Linked DNA regions of Drosophila melanogaster: all the other regions are linked to region 3. A link is a contact called in public HiChIP or PLAC-seq data. All regions are on one chromosome and are shown on one strand. Each heading gives the region's core, a stretch centred on a gene start, on an enhancer-like site or on the middle of the called end of the contact. The rest is flanking DNA. Distances are from core to core; before and after follow the strand shown. Region 1 holds the start of CG17065. Region 2 holds the start of Cyp6v1 (Cytochrome P450 6v1). Region 3 holds the start of GstT3 (Glutathione S transferase T3).

Evidence for each region. HiChIP or PLAC-seq counts read pairs in DNA pulled down with a chosen protein or histone mark.
Region 1: a POLR2A S2P HiChIP or PLAC-seq map of the Kc167 cell line shows a contact between it and region 3, with 4 times the contacts expected there. The contact joins the promoter of CG17065 here to the promoter of GstT3 in region 3. A contact is called at or near these places in 10 of 107 Hi-C or Micro-C datasets (the D17-c3 cell line, the Kc167 cell line, the S2 cell line and 2 more) and 1 of 6 datasets of contacts at active chromatin or transcription factors (the Kc167 cell line).
Region 2: a contact with region 3 is called in a Psq HiChIP or PLAC-seq map of the Kc167 cell line, with 2.5 times the contacts expected there. The contact joins the promoter of Cyp6v1 here to the promoter of GstT3 in region 3. A contact is called at or near these places in 3 of 107 Hi-C or Micro-C datasets (all in the S2 cell line) and 1 of 6 datasets of contacts at active chromatin or transcription factors (the Kc167 cell line).

What each region holds. Positions count from the first base shown.
Region 1 is chrX:20,255,929-20,259,421 of dm6, reverse strand. CG17065 reads left to right here and starts at 2,223. Exons shown (of 4, transcript NM_001298559.1): 1 at 2,223-2,646; 2 at 3,390-3,493. The coding sequence starts at 2,385. CG42577 reads right to left here and starts at 183. Exons shown (of 1, transcript NM_001169335.2): 1 at 1-183. The coding sequence starts at 105.
Region 2 is chrX:20,655,161-20,658,973 of dm6, reverse strand. Cyp6v1 (Cytochrome P450 6v1) reads right to left here and starts at 1,852. Exons shown (of 4, transcript NM_001298570.1): 1 at 1,672-1,852; 2 at 94-1,445. The coding sequence starts at 561. It also overlaps asRNA:CR45466.
Region 3 is chrX:20,465,827-20,469,552 of dm6, reverse strand. GstT3 (Glutathione S transferase T3) reads right to left here and starts at 2,098. Exons shown (of 5, transcript NM_001298566.1): 1 at 1,783-2,098; 2 at 1,141-1,346; 3 at 860-1,006; 4 at 95-517; 5 at 1-33. The coding sequence starts at 977. It overlaps tbc (trabuco), which reads right to left. Exons shown (of 9, transcript NM_001298565.1): 9 at 2,488-3,726.

The DNA of each region.
Region 1 (3,493 bases), core at 974-3,473, 210 kb after region 3:
GGACTGCGAACCCTCCTTCGATCCACTCGACTGCTCAGGATCCTCTGTCATCAAGACCTCGTTGCTTCCAATTGGATTTGCTTTCGCGTTCGATTTCTCTGGCATTTTTGAATTCCGTTGAGCACTGGAATTGGTTTCTCAGTCAAGTAGTGAAACGAAAGTGAACTAAATATTCCGGCAAAACGAAATATTATGACAAATGGAAGCATAGCCAACTTGATCGAAAATCAATTTGAATTTGAAAATGTTTCCTTTTATATCAGAACAGCTCAACATTGTTGCCATATCTCAGTTAAAAGGCGAATTTTTCTAGCTTGGAAGGTAATCCTGATCAAAAGAAGAGAGAATGCAATAGTCAAGTTCACCGACTATTAGATACCCGTTACTCAGATAGTGTGAATAGTGGGAAATCGATAGATATTGGGGAATAAAATGAAAAAAAACTTAAAAATTGTTCAAAAGTGTGGGCGTGGCCGGTTTGGCGCCTTTAGGGCATTAGAGTTACATATTTACAAAACGAATAAAATTGTAAAAAAATATATGTACATATCTGTAATCTCAACCATCTAGCATTTATAGTTCCTAAAATCTCGACGTTCATACGGACAGTCGGACAAACGGACATGGCCAGATTGACTTGGCTATTGATCCTGAACAAGAATATATATATTTTATATAGTCGGAAAGGCTACCTTCCGCCTGTTACATACTTTTCAATGAATCTAGTGTACGTACCCTTTTACTCTGCACTTAACGGGTATAATTATAAAAAAAGTATACAATATAATTTCGAAACTGCGGTATTGCGGTATTTTTAATTTTATTTTTAAGAACATTGCCGAAGTGCATTGTTTAAAGCATACTGTTGTGCAAGCTTTCAAGTGATTTCAAATCACTAGAGACTTCCATGGCCATAAAGGGGAAACATGGGGCTAGCACACACAGAGTGGAGCATTTTGGTAAGGCCACTTTGCGACATTTTAATTTAAATGCTAATCAGTTGCCAATAGACAAAAAAGAGCGAACCTATCCCACCTCGAGTGCAGTTCATGTTCCACGAGCCGGCTGCACAATGTGTGCCTGGGTGTGTGCAAAAATTGCAACTCATTTGGAAGTGGGTGGCCCGGCTGGATGGGCTGGATAACCTGGATGGGCACAACAGCAACAGCGCTGCAATTTGTATTTAAAATGTCGGCCATTGTGGATTAGCTGAGACAGAGGAGCACCCAGCTCCCAGGAACCAACATTCAACACCCAGCAGCACGTCAAACAGGAGGCACTGGAAGAAAAACATAGTTCATCAGATAACAGCCATTAAGTAACTAAAAAAAAACGGAAAAATTGATAAAAAGGAAAGTACTTTTTAGAATTTTCAAGTATGTTTATATCTAATATTTAATACTCTAATAAAATTATTATCTTGATTATGGTGTTATCTTCTTGATTCGTTTTCTTATGTATTGATATGTATATTATTATTATTATATTATACTAGTAAACAGCTTCCACTTTAAATTAAAAACGAACTTGATTAAGTGTGTATACTATCGAACAACTTAAAATTCAAAGAAAATTTGATTAGTGAGCTTTCCTTCAATAAAGTGTACATGAATAGCGAAAACGCGTATTTTTCCCAGTGTACCTAGTCACCTGAAGCCCTCTGTTGTCGCTGTTTGGGCGCCGTGTCGTCATTATCATCTGCATTTGCATTTTCGGCCTGCTCACCGACGGCTTGTTGGGTAAATATTGCCATTTTATGCAGCGTCCACGAGATGCCATCGAAGGAGCCGGCACTTTGGCTATAAAAACAAATTGGACGGGGTCGGGGGTGGCGCAAGGCCGCGACAACTGTTTAAACAGAAGGATAGCAAAAGGTTGTCACCGGAAATTGAGTTAATTCGGTGGATATTAATTTGAATCTAATCGATAACGATTGACACGAATCGAATGCCCTCGACCAAAAGCTGATTGATGCGGCACGTTGGCCAGCTAATCAGTGCTGCCGCTTAATTAGCTATAGAATAGCTATTCTACTACTACTTATGCCATATATGTGGCTGTATTATTATTAATCAACAATCATTCTATATTTGATGCATAAGAGTGGGATTGCACGCTAATTGACAGTTCGTTTTTAGGTCAGTCATGTTTAACTACTACTTGCGCTACATTATGATGTAGCGAAGCAAATAGCCAAAAGTAGTAACACAGGGCTATAAAATAGCTTATTTGACAGCACAACATCTGATTGTTGTTGAGTTCGTTTTTGTTTTTGTTTTTCGTTTTCGTTTCAGTTTAGTTTACGCTCCCCTGTTTATTTGCGAGCCATCGCTCATTCCGCCCGCAACGCCAGCCCCGCCCCCTGCGCTCCGCAGCCCCCACCAATGGACGTTCGGATTAAGTGCAACAGCGAGGAGCCAGAGTCTCCGGAGCAGAAGATCCTGGCGAGCAGCCAGCGCCTGCTGCAGTTCACCAACTGCCGCCTTGTACGCGACCACCGGATCATCCACGACGATCTGTGGGTTCGCGACGGTCGGATCGTGAACCCAGAGCCTGTGTTCTTCGACGAGCGGACCAAGGCCCACTGTCGCATCGACTGCGGGGGCGCCATCATCGCGCCCGGCTACATCGACCTCCAGATCAATGGTGAGCCCTGAGAAGCGCGCGCGACCCCATCTCCCCGCTGCACTGTGAAAAACGTATGACATCATGTCTCTGAGCTCTCAATTGAAAGAAACCATATGGAATCCACATTGTGTGCAGTAGATTAAGAGATTAGTTTTAGGATCTACACATTTCGTTTTGGGGCTCTGCAGATTGCAGAAATCTACATATGTATGCAAGTGCATCGCATTCCATAACTATTATATCTATTATCGGTATATAGATATATATGTTAAATTTATAGTTCCACGATCAAAAATTTAAACTTGCAAAAAAGAAACGGCAGCTAGCGGTGGTCGTTAAACCCGATCCCACTTCCACTTTCATCATGTTTCCTATTAGAACACCATGTTGATGGGTTCAATTCCGCACCACTCGGCCTGGAATCCCACTAATTGGCACTTTCGCCGCGCTCCAATCAGCCGCCAAGGTCATCCGTTCTGTTTACCCGTTGACAAAGCGGCAAGCCGCAATATGGAGCACTCGTAATCGGAGCGATTTAATCTTATCGTGACTTCGCAGGCCCCAAGCTGCTGAGCTCGACCGCAAGTGGGCTACAGTGGGCACTTGCAGCGATGACCCACTGTGGTCAAACTAAGTCGCGATAAGCGACCTCTTTGTCTTCGGAAGACAATGGCTAATCGTGCCATGGAGATAATCCGTGGTGTCAGAAACATAATCCAATCCAAAGATGGCTGATTAACCCGAGTTCACATTCTCCACAGGTGGCTATGGCGTGGACTTCTCGTACGACACGGAGACCATCGAGGAGGGCGTGGCCACGGTGGCACGCGGCCTGGTCAAGAGCGGAGTCACCTCCTTCTGTCCC
Region 2 (3,813 bases), core at 603-3,102, 190 kb before region 3:
GTGTTGTGTTGGTCGGTGTAAGAGTTCCGAACGTGTGTCGTGGACCTGGGAGCGGGAGTTTGCAACTTGGACCCGGCTGGTTGAGTGACTCACCTCCTCCATCAGCGAGAACATCTGTTTCAGCTTGGCGCCAGCGAAGGCTGGTGCTAAACGGGTGCGGATCTCGCGCCATTCGGGTTGTTTGGCCAAAAATAGCGATAAGGCGCCCATTTTATCGCTGCGCCCGTCGCACTTGGCGAATCGGTTGGAGAAGCTGACGAAATCCTCAACCAGAACGGTGCGGACCAGCTGGAGATCGCGGATAAGCAGGGCTGGCTGGTGGAACAGATAGATACCCACGACGGGCTCGTTGCGAAACCGCTCGTCGAAGTAGAAGCGGCGCAACTGGAGAGCAAAGGACTCCTCCAGTCGGAGCACCCGGCTCAGGTTGCCCAGCAGGTGGGTCGGCTGGACGAACTTCACCCGCCGGCGCTGCCAGTAGACGTAGGTGCGCCGGGACCAGATGAACACGCCCGTCAGGATCGTCACTATCGCCAGCAGGATGTTCGTGGAGTACACCATCTCGCACTCGGGATCCGCAGTCAGGTCCAGCGGTGGCTGAATCGTGGAGGGATATGCGGATAGTGCCTTGGATTGACCGATCTAAGATTTCAGATTATTCCAGCAGTTGTGACCTCTTCGCTTTTGTTTTGATCGTCTGTTTGTTGTAAGACACAATGACTCCGGATATGGTATTTTTTATACGACCGTAGTTAACTTGCTATGTTTTTTAAGCTAAAGTTATTAGTTGTTCTCTGATTTCATATATATATAAAGTACTAAAGAGCTTTTAAATGTATTTATTCAGTGAAAATTCAATAGTATTTTTTTTTTTTTTTTGTAATGATGCTTCTTTGATTTCTTCGTATTTCTGATGTGTTTTTTAGTTGCACAGAGATCTTTAATTTATCCAATTCATTTCTAACTCCTGTTGGAAATCTATTTGAACTTCGCTGATTTCATTTCTCTTAAGAGCGTTCTATTTTCCCAGCAATATTTCTTCTTCGAAGATCGTCCGATAGTCTTTCTTCAAGTTTTGTTTTCAATTTATTTAGTCGGGGCTTTCGAACAATGTGGTTGACAAATTTTATTTTATCTGCGCGGTTTAATAATATTCTGCATTTTCCGTTGTTTTATGGTTGTTTCTGTTTCTGCTTTTGCTTTAGCTCTACTTTTTTCTTATCGTTTTGGCGCTCCTCCGCGTGGGGCTTTGCCGTTATTTGTTGATTCTCTTTGTCTTTGTTGTTTTTGTAGCTCCTTTGCGTTGCTCTCTTTTCCGCCAATCGTTGTAGTTGTTGTTTTGTTAGCAATCCTCAATGTCCCTTTATCGGGCTTTCTGGCTTTTCTCGGCGTCGCGTGTTTTATAAATAAATACTTAACTAATTATATCACATTTGAAACGACAACTACAAAAAAATATGTAAAAAAAATGACTAAAACAGACCACAATGAAGAATTAAATGCACAACAACGCGACGTCAACAACAAATGGAAGAGGCGAAAGAAGAAATAGCCACGCCGAACGAAAAGAAGAAGAGCACCGCGCAGAAAGACACAGAGAGAGGGATAGAAAGAGAAGTCGCAAGAGAAATGCGAAAAAACCGCGAATACAATTTACAAATAGCGAATTACAGAAAATAAGTCTAAAAATATAAATAAAATCGCTTGCTAGCTCCACCAAGCGACGCTTTTTAACTGACGCTACGTCAACGACCAAAGCCCCACGAAGGCAGCGACGTCGACAGAGCGGCGACGACGCCCCCATCAACGTATGCTGTTCTTTTGTGCTTTATTTTATTAACCGCAAGTTTGCGGGAGACAAAAGAGAGAGGGAGAGATCTTTCGGCGGGATAGTACACAGATACAGAAGAGAGCGCAAAAAGAGAGCTTTGCGAAGAATTTGAACAGTCATGTCATGAGGCACATGTTCTAGTTCGCACAGTGAAACTCATTTTAGCGAGGGGTGGTCAAATGCGGTTTCGTCCAGGTAATCGAATGCACAGCGACCCCACAGCAACTACATACATGACAAAAATCCATATTTTTTAAATTAATTTTAAAAAGTCTTAAAATAATTGAATTTGTATGTGATGCGATCAATGTGATGGTCAAATGTGATTTCGTCCAATTAATAACATCCCACAGCAATGCATCACAAAAAAATTATCTTTGGCTTAGTTCTAATGTTTAGCTGGAATATCTAATAAAACAACTGCAATTGTATGTATATTTCGTTTTATTCATACATTTAATTCCTAATTTATTGAAGTTGTGTTGTGTTTTAGTCATATTCAGAAAAACTACTAGAAATATGTATGTATATTTTTATTCAACGTGTGAGCCAGCGCTTTCGGTTTGTCCCACTGTTGGTGACAGAAAGATGCCAAAGCGCAAAGTAGACCGCAAATAAAAGTGACGATTAAAAGCGAAACTGCAAAACAACAACAATGACGTGACGCGACGGTGACCGCGAATCTTTCGATGAAAACAAAGAGAGCGAAGAGAGCGTAAATTTGTTTTTGTTAGCGGGTGCAGTACAAGACAAAGACAATGGTCACTTCTCGTTGTTAGGGCTTTTCATTCTAGCTTTTATTGTGTTCTTTTCGATTACTTATTTCTTGTCGCCTGTGATGATTTATAAATAAACGTTTTGGCTGTCCTCTGCCATTCGTTGCCTCTGCTTTTCGTTTTTTCTCTGTTACGTGCATTTGTTGTTGCGGTTCAGCTGATTTGATTTTCGCGTATTCTTCTGTTTGCAAGGGAATATCGATAACTAACGAAGGAGGCATCCCTGTGCAAAGTGGGCGCCAAATCAAAAAGCTGGCACAAAATTAAATAAATGTGGAGTATGATAGGTTTTGGTATAACTTATCTACCTGATAACTTAACAACTTTGCCGTGTTATTATTAAGTTAACTAACTAGTACTAACTACAGTTAATAAGTACTTTTATGTGTGCTTGTATCTTTTGTTTTTTATTGCTTAAAATTTATTTTATAACAAACGAAAACATCAACAAATGTTGCTTATCGGAAATTAAAACTTTGAATTTTCGTGAATCCCGAAAACAGTTTGTTGTGAGGCCAGTATTGAACTACTTTCCCCTGATTTTGGGTAAAAAAATTAAACACTACCAAACAAATTGCTGCTCGGAGGAGAAAGGAAACTCCATTTACAACAATTGACAGAAATTTGCACTTGCTGCGGATGGAAAACTTTCACGTCCACTCCTCAGTCCCCTGTTGAGCAGTTTTCCGACTTTTCCCACACGCTCAACTCCTTCTGGAAAAGTGTGCTGAAGTTACAAATGTGCAACATTTCCGGTTGTTTGTATGTCGTCTACTTTTGGGACACCGAAAACTGTTGGCCACATTGATGGCTCACATGGGGGTTAAGGGGACGCCGATTGGTATGGGGGGCGTCGTGGGGTTAAGTCTTGCTTTGATTAAATTTCACGCACGACCGCACAGAAAGGGTTTTCCGCCAACTGACAAAGGGGCGTGGCTCTGGGCGGGCGATTTCGATTTCGAGACTTTCCGGGCCTTACCTTCCGAAAATCACGCGCTGCAGTTCGATTTGCGTTTTTCCAGGGTGGGACGTACGGTGAAACCTCTGCGGATGCAACACCAGCAACCTACAGAGTGTCGGTGTAACTAACTATTCCAACTATTTTCTGTTGGACCAACTGCTGCTCAGTTATGTTTTTACAGAGCTTGAATTGCTCTTTAGGGTCTAAGGCGCCCAATGCGAGTGCTCACTGTAGCTGTGGCATCG
Region 3 (3,726 bases), core at 849-3,348:
GGTACTTGATCCTGACATCGTAGTCGGCCATTCCTGGATTGCATGAGTGAATAATAAGAAACCTGTAATTATCTCAAACTGAAAGTATGCTCACGTGTCTGTTCGATTTCACAGGCTGCAAAGATGTCCGCAACGGTGAGGGAGGATCCGGTGAGGAAGTCCTTGCCCTCCAGCCAGACCTCCTCGACTACGTCGAGGTTGCGCTCCATCTGCATGCGGAACGTCTCGATTTTGGCTTCGGAGGGTGTGCGTCCTGTCAGAAGCGGCTCCAGCCACACGGTGCGGAAGTACATGGCGCAGGTGAGCCGCAGGGACATGTGCTGCCATTCGAGGAACTCGTCGACGCGGCTCTGGTCAACGAAGTACTTGGGATAGAGGTGCTCCGGTATCTTGCCCTTGGCGCTCAAATAGCGCAGGATGGCCACGCTCTCCGCTAGCTTGTAGCCATTGTCGTGGATGCAGGGCACACGCTGGAAGCGGTTAATCTCCTTCTTGAAGTCTTCGGTCAAGTGCTCGCCTGTGGGGCAAAGACCGTAGTCGAGATTAGATTGCACCCATAAATGGTGGTGGCGGTGGCAGTGGCGGGTGGAGCCATACAAAAAAAAAAGCACAGATGTTACCAAAACTATTAAACTAACAGTTGTATCAACGTAACGCACTTATTCACAAACTAAATAATATTTTATGGATAAATCCTTTTATCAAGGTACAATTGTTAAATGTGGCTAAAGCGCAAAATGATTGTGTATTGATCAGTGAAAAAGACGTTACGTTCTGTACTTCGTTTGAGATACGTGAGGTATTGGCACTCCTGTCCACCACATGGACACACTTTGACCCGCACACCGGTTACCCTTACCATTGCGCAGGGCAACCACGCAGTCTTCGAAGGGCATGTTGCTCAGCCGGAAGATAATGAACAACGCCCTCGAGGGCTGCGACATCAGGTCATAGTAGTAGCGAATGGGAGCGGACATCCTCAGGTTGGTTGGCTGTCTGGAGGGAACTGCAAAGAGAAGGTGCTTGCAGTGGTTAGAGGAGGCTTCAAAACAAATAAATGGGCGCCGGTCCAAAGATCACCGAAGAATCTCCACGGAAAGCCGCATAGCAGCACTACACCCAACACACCCCTGAACTCACCACAAACACGGTCGGTGGGCAACTGCAGCTATTCCACTGAGCCAACAACTTGGATCGAATCTAAATCAGCTGGCGGCGGGGCAAGAAGTCGTACGTAGTGAAGTGGTGAATTGTGGGGAGAGCGAGCTTTACGTAGTGGATTTCATCAACGAAAAGCTCTGCGCGCTCAGTAGTGATACGCGTTAGTGCGAAAATCAAGTAACGGACTTATAAACAATTAAGAAAAAAAATATTTCTGACTTAATATTTATTATTTATCTAAAAGTTTTTTAGATCACTGCCTGGCCAAAGAAATCGGATTAGATATTTAGTTTTAGATATCGTGTGATTTTTAGATATTTAGATATTTTAGATATCGTGTGATATGTTGGGAGTAAGCACTTCATTTTTTAAATAAACAAATGAAAGTTTCCAAGAGAGTTTATCAGATTTATAAACTTCTCCCGTCCTTCATTATGTTCTTTTTTTTAGCATAGAATAGAACTAGAATAATTCGAGTTCCTTACACTTACTAAACTTACAACTTTGTCTACTGCTTTTAAAATATATATTTATAAAGAAGAAATTAATTAATTATCACAATTAAATTAAATTTACTTTACTCTTATAATTCAACTTTCAAAACATTGATTTTAAACTAACCTCTACGTTTGAGCACCTCATCAAAGGCCACCTGCAGCTGATCCTCGTCATTGCTGAGTCCCAGTAAACTGGCCAAAAACGACACCGACATGACGAGATCCGAACTCCACTGAATTAAGCCAGTGAATGAACTGGATGATGCAGCTGCTCCAACTTATATACTCTAGGTCGTGGATGCGTAGAAAATGTGAATGCGAATGCGACTGGGAGTCGAATAAACAAAAATTAAAGAGAATAGGCGCAAGGTATTAGAAACCCTCGAGATAAGGCGGCGTAGTTCCCTCGTTGCACCAGCTACACTGCAAATCGAAAAACGAATTATTGTGAATATTGAGTAGGTGCTACCCTCTGATAATATTGCGAAAGATATAGGAAAGAGAGAATTCCATAATGCAATAATTAAATAATTAAAAATTCCAGTGCAACTGCGCTTCATACATCCGCCGGCCAATCGGAAATATGTATATTGTAGAGTAAATAATCAATCTATCTAATAGTTCTGAGCCATTGGCAACGGCGGAAGGCCAGGAATAGAAACTCCCCAGGGAAGGTCCGTCTTATCGCTCGATAAGGAGAGATTGTTTACCCCATTGCCAGTTCTGTGGCAACAGGTGCACCATTCACCTGAACAGCTGATGGATCGGGATTTATTTATCTGCATATATCTCGAAATAGCCATCCGCCACGCAAACTTCGTTTTCGATTAGGTATATATCGTATGTGTATTTATTAATTCCGATTCAAACATACCGACGTCTTTTGCTTTGTACTTGTATACATTTTAACTATATATATGTATATATATATATTCATATACAATTTGCGTGGGCGTGTATATATACACAGACGTATGTATGTATATACACACACGTATATATGTGGTTTTTTTTTTTTTAATTGAGATAAAGTGGAGCCAAGGTGTCATCCACCTCCTCTTTGGCCGGGAAAAGGTACATTTACAAAGAGTATAAATTAGGGTATAAAGATAATCCACAACATTTATACTCGGTGTAGAGAGAGAGATCACACAGTGGGGGAAATAGTTATTCGTACGCTTTGTAAATATACGTATATAAAAATAAAATACAATTAAATAAAACTGGGAACTTGATTTGGCTTGGCTTGGCAGCGCATAATATATGTAGATATAGTAGACACATAAGATCGGACGATATGCCGCCCATATATGTACATACAGATACATATGTATGTATATATGGTAGTTTAGGTGTACTTGACTTATTGTTGACTTGATTGTTACACACAATTGGATATTTTTCGCTGGTACTGAGTTTACTTTGCAACGAATTGTAATTTATAATTTGATGCATGCGTTTTTTTGTGTGATGTGCGATTGCAAATACAGCCCCTTTAAAATATTATTAGGCTTTTTTTCTTTTTTTTTTTGTTGCAAATTTTTCTGGTCAGTGTCATAATATAAGAACTTGAAATTTTGATAATATACATACAATAGAGCGTTGAAGACATAGACATCTAACCAACCACTCAGTCCAACGTTTTCTAATACTTAATATTGAAAGTTTCAAGTTAGGTAAAATGTATATTTTCCTTCAATTCAATTTTTTTGTTGTGTATATTGATAAACTAGGGCGAACCTTTGATATAACGTGATAAATACATTGCACCCTCCTGATTTTCTCTACATAATAAAACATACTATATGTACATATGTACTATATGTTTTTCGCGTATGTATACCAATGCACTGAAAACAAATTGTTCGAGTGCAAAGTGTGAGTAACAGATGTCTATACAGTTGTATAAGGTTTTAGATTTCATATATGATTTCATTCTTTTAATCAGAGTCTTATGCATTTGCTGCCCCTGTTTTCTGGTTTCCTTTACTTTGGGGATATGCTTGAGGAGTTTGGGAAGAACTTACTAGACCTACTATGGTTAAGTTACCATTAGGATTACAGTTAC